Regions from separate parts of the Hordeum vulgare genome. Here region 2 is linked to region 1. Evidence: chromatin contacts called from public Hi-C data. All regions are on one chromosome and are shown on one strand. Each heading gives the region's core, a stretch centred on a gene start, on an enhancer-like site or on the middle of the called end of the contact. The rest is flanking DNA. Distances are from core to core; before and after follow the strand shown.

Region 1 (4,199 bases), core at 942-3,441:
AAGAAAGAGGCCGAACTATGATGTCTAGGAGATAGGATAAATGTGGTTGAATTCAGGTGCAAAAGGAATTGAACAGAAACTCACCGAGCGCGACGAATGGATGCGACGAACTTGATGAACAGTATACACGGACATTCGAAATTCTTCGTGTGTGGTGGACCGATCGCGTTCTTTCTTTTCTGAATGGTTTCACGGCATGGATGATGATCTTCTCGCGCAAGGACACGAATAGGGGTGGCTTGAGTCGCCGGAATCGGGCACCGGCGTCCATGGAGCAGCAACACTTCGGAAAGAGATTGTGGAAGAACAAGGAAGGTAGAGGGAAGGCGCTGAGTGGAATGACACAGGAGGTCGGTGTGCACCTATATGTACTCGCGGAATTTGAAACGATCAAGAGTTACAGGAATTAGTGGGGAGGCTGTTTCACTGTTGTAGGTATGTTCGTTCCTGTTGAGAGAAAGTAAGGAAGAGGAAGAGAAGAGGCGCTCGTTGGGAGAGAAGCCAGTGGTGAGAATAGGAAGGGAGGAGGAATTATAGGAAGGCAATCAGACAAGGATACATGCCGTTTCATTTCTTTTGTGGATGTTGTCTGATGGTTTCTCTCGTGTATGCATGTTAACTGAGGAAGAATACTAGCGCCTCCCTTGATCGGCTGGTTCACTGGGCTGGTCAGCTGTGCGCCACGCTGGGCCTTGGGTCTTGGTTCGCTTAGGTGGCTGTCCAGAATAGTATGGGAAAAAATAGAGATGAATAAGAAATGCCATGATTTGGTATGCATATACTCACACGTGAGTGATGTAGGCCAGGAATTAACAAAATGTAACTACCTATAGTAGTCTAGAGAGAACTATAAGAGAGAGTGTGTGTGCGCGTGTGTGTGTGTGAGAGAGAGAAATGAACTATATTTTTCTAAAAGATTATCCCAGAACACAAATAGAAGCTCAACCAAAAATCAGTTGGATTTTAGAAAAAAAAACAAATTAAACTCAAAGGTGCATATTTTAGTATGCCTAGGAAAAGAAAACAAGGTCTGACTAAAGGAAAAGAAAAAAACTCAAATTTGATTTAAGTTGGCATTGACTCAAAATAACTCTCAAAATTATGAAAACTAAATTTAAGCTTTTTTTAACACATAAAACAAACAAAATTTGCTGGCTCTAATTTATTTGAAACAGTTTTCTTAAACATTCCGAGAATCGGGATGTTACAGTCATTCAAAGCCACCTCATAAATTTTCAACCATTTCTCATCCATTTGCTATTTTCCATGCATTTAATAATTTTTCTTAGCTAAATGACCCTGAAATTAGAAAACGCTATAAATGAACTCTGAAAAAGCTGAAACTTGGTATGGTATCATTATTTCACCTACATAACATTTGATAAAAAGTTGGAAGGATTACACCAGATACACGTTAAACATTCTTGTTGAACATTTGCAAACTGCACATTGAACATTTTCAAACACAAGTTAAACATTGTCCAAATAAATCATGGCACATGCATTTTTCTGCAAATAAATCATTGTCAAAATATTCATACACAATGAATATTTTATTTGTAAAACTTGTGAACATTCCTTAAGGGTGTATATATAAATGTCACGAGCATTTTTAATATGGTATTAACATTTTTTAGAATTATCTAATTTCCTTTTACATTTCATGAACTTCTTTAACATGTCATGAATCATATTTTAAACGTGTGAATTTTATTAAATGTCACGAATAGGTTTTTAAGTGACACGAACAATTTTCGCAAATTATGCAAATATTGTTTAACATTTTTGTTGATATTCTAATCAAAGTATAATTAAAGTATGTTTAACATTTTTAAATGACACGTACTTTTACAAATGTTATAATGTTATTTTGAAATGTGTGAACATTTTTAATATGACAAATTCTTTATTCAGGGATATAAAAACATACAATGAAATTACATGAATATATTTTACACTAAATGAACATTAAAAATGCACAGTAAAAATTAAAAATTTCAATAAATAATTATTTGAATATAGTTTTAAAGTTTTCAAATATACACAAACTAATAAAATGGAAAAGAGGAAACACAAGAGGGAAGCACCTTCGTAAATCCTAGCAAGCCAGGGTTGCGCAGAGCGAACATGAGCTAGTCCAATTAGGGAGGCGCGTGAGGCGATGCTAACACGAGTCTAACATTTAGAGAGATGGAAACCCCGGGTGCTCCTATACGGCCTTGCAGGTGCCGGTTCCTGCTCCTGGCACCTACAGCGCCCAATGCTGGGCCGGCCCAATAACCTTTGACTGTAATCAAAAAGAAGAAAATAGAATAAAACTCATAAAATTAACAAGTTGATTGATTTTTAAAAATTTCATACAATGCTTATCAAGTCAGTTGAATTCAAAAAAAATTAACTGATTTTCAAAAAAAAAAATCATTAAATTTGAAAAAAGTTCATGTTTCTTAAAAAGTTTAATAAATTTTAAATACATTCATTGATTTTTGAAAAAAAGTTTATCAAATTTTATAAAAGTTTATCATTCCTGAAAAAAGTTCAACAAATATGAAAACAGTTCACATATTTTGAAAAGCGATTGATCAATTTTGAAAAAAAGTTCATCATTTTTTAAACAAAATCATCGAATTTGAAAATTTTCGTCGATTTTTTTGGAAAATTCAATGAATTTCATATTAAACAAATCATCAAAGTTTAAAAAAGTCATCCATTTTGAAAAAAGTTCAGCATAATTTATCAAAAAATAGTTCACCATAATTTAAAAAAGTTCACCAATTTTTTTAAAAAAAAGTTCATGCAATTGAAAACAAAGACGAAAAAGTGGAACAGTGAAAAGAAAAAAGAAAATAAGGGAAGAACGTATGAGGAAAGAAAATGGAGAGGAAGAATCATTACGTGAGGAGCTAACGCTGGACGATGGAGTAGTTACTCCGTCACACTATCGACGGACAGGTTCGTGGGATCGAATCGCTTTAACCCACGTGTCGTACTCCAAATGAAAGGAGAAGATGGGCCGAGCCCAACGGTATCGAGGCTTCGAACGAACGGGAGGGGAATCGGGCTGGCCTGGTCGCGAGGCTGCGTCGGCCGATTTTTGGAACCTTTTCAGCCGAGTTTTTTCGGTTTTTGGGTGTCGAGTCTTCGGCCGAAAGCGAGGGGGTTCGGGCTGGCCCGGTAGCGGGGCTGCAGTGCCTGAAATATTTCCAGCCTTGTTTTTTCGATTTTTGTTTTCACTGTTTTTTTTTTGTTTTGGAAAACTTCTAGATGGTTCCTGACTCAGTTTTTCTCATTTTTTGGGAAAGTTCTAGAAGGTTCGTGAGCCGGTGTTTTTGTATATTTCATTTTTCATTTTCATTTTTTGTTACTTTTTTCTTTTCTGTTTCTGTTTCAAAAAATGTACTTGATTAAAAATATATATTTTTGGATCTTCAAAAAATGTACTGGATTAAAAATATATATTTTTGGATCTTCAAAAAATGTTCTGTATTTTCTAGAAAATTGCTCTTGGTTTTTAAATTTGTTGTCAGTACCAAAAAAAATCTTAAGAGTCAAAAAATATTCGTACTTTAAAAAATTGTTGGTGCTTCCAAATTTGTTCAGGATTTTTCAAAAAAATTCTAGGTTTCGAAACTTGTTCTCAAAATTCAAAAAATGTCCGTGCTTTAGAAATTTATTCGTGCTTCCAAATTTTTTTTGGTGTTTTTGAAATTTGTTCTCAAGATTCAAAAAATGCTCGTGCTTTAAAAAGTTATTCGCGCTTCCAAATTTGTTCACGATTTTTCAAAAATTGTTCGTGCTTTAAAAATTGGTTTGCACTTTCAAATTTCGTCAGATTTAAAAAAAATATTCTAATTTTTCAAATTTTGCTCTCAAGATTCAAAAAATGTTCGTGCTTTAAAAAATTGTTCGCACTTCCAAATTTGTTAACGTTTTTTCCAAAATTGTTCTCGGTTTCAATTTTTTATGAGAATTCAAATAATGTTCGTCCTTTAAAAAATATTCGCGCTTTCAAAATTGTTCGGGGTTTTCACAATAATTCTCTTTTTCAAATTTTAGTTCTCAAGATTCAAAAAATGTTCGTCCTTTAAAAAATGGTCCGCGCTTCCAGAAAATTTCATGTTTTCGAAAAAAATTCTCAGTTTCAAAAATTGTTCACAAAATTCAAAAGATGTCCGTGATTTAAAAATTTGTTCGCGCTT
Region 2 (4,580 bases), core at 1,661-4,160, 75 kb after region 1:
GGGAGTAATTTGCTCGCAGCGCGCGCGTCGTCTTATGTCCGCACCGACGCAAATATGTCTTAAAAATGGACCGGGAATAGGTCAGCAAGCGGATAAAAAGCGGACGCGCGTCCGTTTGGATTGGTGCGTTGGGCCAACTTTTTGTCCGCCGCGACCCAAACGGACGTGCACGGACAAAATGGATCAGCATGTTGGAGTTGCTCTAACCATATGTGTATACATTTCAAAGAAGGTAAGAACGTTTGTATAAATTTTATGCAAACCGAATGGTTACATCTAGACTGGGCCACAATTCTTGCATTCTTGACATATTTCATTATTCAAAGGCATCCCGACCCAAACCTGATCTAAATCTTTGGTGCGACACATCAATGCGGGCGTCGCGATGGGTTTCTCAGCCGCCAAACCTGTTTAATGCTTGTAGAGACACAGACATACGGGTAGACTTCTTGAATGTCGTAGATAGAGATCACGTGTCACTAAACATGCAAGGAGACCAGGACACGGCGTGGGCGGCACTCTTGGCTGGAGCACCGCTTCAATGTCGACTTCAATGAGAGGCCGTGTCCGCCAATAGCGGAGCTATGTGCAGTCTTGGGTGGCTGTGCCCCCCCCCCCCAGATTAGGAAAAACATTGAAGATTATTTTTCTAGGGACTAAAACTGAAGAAAAGAAGTAGTCATTACCCCCCCCCCCCCCAAACAATCATATTTCCTACTCTGCCCCTCCCTCCCCTACAGTTCTCTGCTAGCTCCGCCACCGGTGTCCGCACTAGGTCGGCATGAATGTAGCGTTGGACCTCTCGACTGAAACGGTTGCACGCAATTGCTTCGTGCGAGAGGACGTGAACACGAGAGAGGTTTTTAAGTGGGCCCGGGGTGTCCAACGCGTACGTGGCAGCGGTCCGGACGCCCGCAAAGACCCGCCTGATTTGCCTCGGGTTTGCGAAAATATGGTCGTCATGACCGGTCCGCGGACCAATCGCATACGGCGTTGGATCGCAAAATTTGTTTGGATCACTCGGGGTGTGTTTGGTTGCTTGAGTGGTTGTAAACTGCATCGCATGAGGGATCCAGGGTGAGCTGGGCCTGGTTGTGTTGATGCAAAGATGAGCTAAGATGAATGTTTGGTGGACTGCATGATATGGATGCATGAGAGATGTTATATATATACAATAGATATTGTTTGGTAGGCTGTGTTTGAGATTCATCTTGTGAACTTTCCTCTTTTAATTTTAATCATTTAACTAAATCTGGATCATTTCATGGACAAAGAACGAGTAAAACAAGAATTAACTGAAATCTGAAATATGTTTCTCCAAATATCAGAAGAGATGAAGCAGCATGTGGTAATCCCTTACTAGCAATCCAGCATTACAAAAATCCCCGAAAGCTGCTCTGTTTTAGATCTCAACTACGAATCCATAACTAATGCGGCCGTCCGTCTATTGAGTTCATTGTCAGCCTTCTTCAGAAAAACATCCCAGCCGCTCCCTTCCCCCCAATCCAGCATATCATACGGCACTGCTGTCATTAACCCTGGCCGTGCGCGACGCAGTCAGAGGAGCAGAGCAGCATGGCAACCTCGGCGAAGCAGGTGCAACGGATGGTTGAGCCTGGGGAACGCGGCGTCCCCGAGCCCGGCAATGGCGGCGTCGACCGCGGCCTCCAGCTCGGGGAAGGCGGGGCGGGGCGGGCTCTCGTCGTCTTCGTCGTCGGAGCAGCCAGAGAAGAGGTCGGAGCTGTCGCGGTCGGGAGGTTGGCGTGGAGCGGCGCGAAGGGGGTGCGGCCGGAGGTGAGTTCCGGCAAGAGGAATGGTGGAGGGGCGTCGCGGCCTGGGCAGGCGGTCTGGCCGGTGAGGTAGCGGAGGAAGGCGGTGGAGAGAGGGATGACGACGGAAAAAAAAAGAAAGGGTGATGCATGCACGAGCCTGGATGCGGGATACGCCCGATTCTCGCGTATGCCTCAACCTGGCTGAGAGGCCCTCTTTTGCATCTGACAGGGCAGGCTGAGAAGGCCGTGCGGGATACCAAACAAGTTGGATTTTGCATGTCGGATGCGATGCAGGTGCGACCCACCCAACCAAACACGCCCTCGGTGCAGACGATTTGTAGGTGGCGTTCTGCGTGAAGATGCCCTAAGAACCCGTGGATTATGGGTGCCACGTGGCCGCTTTGCATTTGGTGGCATCTTTCCCTTTTGGGGAACTCCAGGGCATCGGGGATTCAGGGGGACATCCAAATCCGCTTATAGCCCTAAAAAATACAGTACAGTACAGTAGAGGCCGCCATTAGCATGGCTCCTTCCTTCCTTTCCTGTTCTTGCCACTGCTTGCACATTTCTTAATTGCCACTTGCATAAAAAGCATGGAGGGAGCGCAGCTGTAAACTGTGCAGATGGTCTGCCAGTAGCCTCAGAGTGGCTGCGTTGTGCATCAACCTAGGTATGATTAGGAAGCTTGTTTATTTAGCAACAAGTGATGCTGCAAGCTAGTGACATAGAGTGAGCAGCAATGTGGTCATGTGACGGCATGATGCAGAATAAAGCTTGCCTTCTTTCCCCCATCAACTTTTTTCAGAGACCTGGAAAAGAAATTCAGCCTTGTGTGTGTGCTCTACAAACGGATGGGCATGTACATGCGGCAGTAGCCCATAGACCAGTACTGCTGTAGTAGAGTTAGAGTAGATAGTAGTAGTAGTGGGCTTTGCTGCATGTGTCCACTGTCCTTGGAGCGTTTCCTACTCATCTTTGCATGGAAAGAATACCAAAGAAGATAAGAAATTCGACAGAGAGAAGAGAAGAGAGAGAGAGAGAGGGGGAGAGAGAGAGGGTGTGGCGCCTGGCGGATACGGCTCGGGCCAATGGGAACTTGACATGCAAGGGTGATGGGACGGCGAAATTCCTTTCCAAATGGACCGGTCGTGGCCTACCAGCACCCTGCTACCACCACGTTTCCAGCTTCTTTTACGATGCACGCAGTACCACCACCCCTGCTGCTGCCCGCTTTATATATTCCGAGCACCTTTCTTTTTCGCTGCAGTTTTCAGAATTTCTGCCTTTGCGTGGCTGCCTCCCGTTCCGAAAAGGGCAAAACCTATGAGGGATTTCGTTGATGGAGCCTGCTTAGTTAATTATATATAACTCCAGTTGATGAGCTCTGCTAGTATATGGATGGAGAGTAGTGATAGGCCGGCCAGTGAACGGCTCAAGTTCCCGTGCTTGTACTCGTTTTGATGCCACTGCTGCTATTCTTGCCAGCAAGTGGCAAGGGCAAGCGCATGGCGTTGCTAGTTCTGGTACTAACTGGAATTGGTCCGTATAGAGATAGATTCGTTAACACACATTGACTTTTGGAGGATTATTAGATCAGTGGACCTGAATGAACCGTGTGTAACTTGTACTACCTTGATGATCTGTATGACTGGGGTTTGCATGGTTTGGAGATTCATTCAGATGAGGTGTAGCGATCGTGCTTGAGGCTTGAGAGAGATCTGAATCTCTCGTTTTGTTTACAAGGCAATCGGGCTGAATCTTGGGTGCGCCAGGATCCAGGGAGACTTTTCTTTCCCCGGCCTGCCTCTGCCTGGGGTGGCGTGGTGGGGCCGAGATGACGGATCATGGATGGCAATGCCGTGGCGGGTCCATGATTCCATGCGTTGCGTTGGTGGGAGTTCTTTATCCACTCCCTCTCTCTCACTCAGTCAGCGTCCGGACGGAGTACGAGTAGTCCTGCTACTGCTGCAGGATGCAGCCCCGCCGCTCAATGATGGCCAGACCGCTCCTAGTCCGGCCGGCTTAGATCTAATCACGGCATGCGCCGGCCGGCCGGCCGGCTTGGTAAGGTCGAACGAGCACCGGATTAGGTTAACGCCACCATGCCCTGTGGCGGGGTGGGAGCCATGCATGCATGCATCGGCGCCCAGCCCAATCGTTGATCTCATCATGGGTCCTTTCGGTGACTGCTCACAGCTTTCACCGTCTCGCCTCGCCACCACTTCCCCGTTGGTGCTACGTAGGAGTACACTGCTGCCACTACGTTGTGCATGCGCTGCTCCACTTAAGATCAGCATATCACGGAAGTACGCCGGTGGTAATTTGATAGGCCTGGCGATTGATTATCTGCAGCTAGTAAACCCTCCGGATGCGCTGCTGTGCCGGAATCGTACCCGGTCCGTACGGCGTCTCTAAGTTTACTATGGCGGGGAGCTGCTGCAGAATCTTTCCTTCCACCTCAGCGCCTTTTTTATTAGATGATTTTTTTTTAAGATGAAGCTGAGTGCCCCCATCATCAAAAAAAAAAAAAAAAACTGAGTGCCCGTTTCTGTTTTTGTTTTTCGACGTGGCTAGGTCTTAGTCGATTGAAACTTAGGGCATGTTCGGTTTCCCACCACTCCGCGACTCAGCTCCTGGAGCTGGCGGAGCTGAAGTGAAAAATCAAGGAGCGGGGGAATAGGTGCTCCCCAGATCCTTAATTTTCATGGAGCTGGCGTGTTACCGAACAGATCCTTAATTAGCAGAACTGTTATTTTTTAGGGGCTTGTCAACATTTTTATTGTATGATATAAACAAACGTTCATCGGG

Evidence for each region. A called contact is a pair of places that touch in the nucleus more often than the background predicts.
Region 2: a contact with region 1 is called in a Hi-C map of leaf, with 2.9 times the contacts expected there. The contact joins two enhancer-like sites. A contact is called at or near these places in 2 of 6 Hi-C or Micro-C datasets (leaf and seedling).

Annotation. Positions count from the first base shown.
Region 1 is chr2H:34,232,785-34,236,983 of MorexV3_pseudomolecules_assembly, forward strand. No RefSeq gene overlaps it. Among protein-coding and RNA genes, the nearest start is that of LOC123425220, 32 kb to the left of the region's middle. Within about 2 kb of position 2,192, at least 3 of the 3 cell types and tissues checked have open chromatin away from gene starts, as enhancers often do. A contact at or near this core is called in leaf and seedling, where this site is marked.
Region 2 is chr2H:34,307,336-34,311,915 of MorexV3_pseudomolecules_assembly, forward strand. No RefSeq gene overlaps it. Among protein-coding and RNA genes, the nearest start is that of LOC123429425, 18 kb to the left of the region's middle. Within about 2 kb of position 2,911, at least 3 of the 3 cell types and tissues checked have open chromatin away from gene starts, as enhancers often do. A contact at or near this core is called in leaf and seedling, where this site is marked.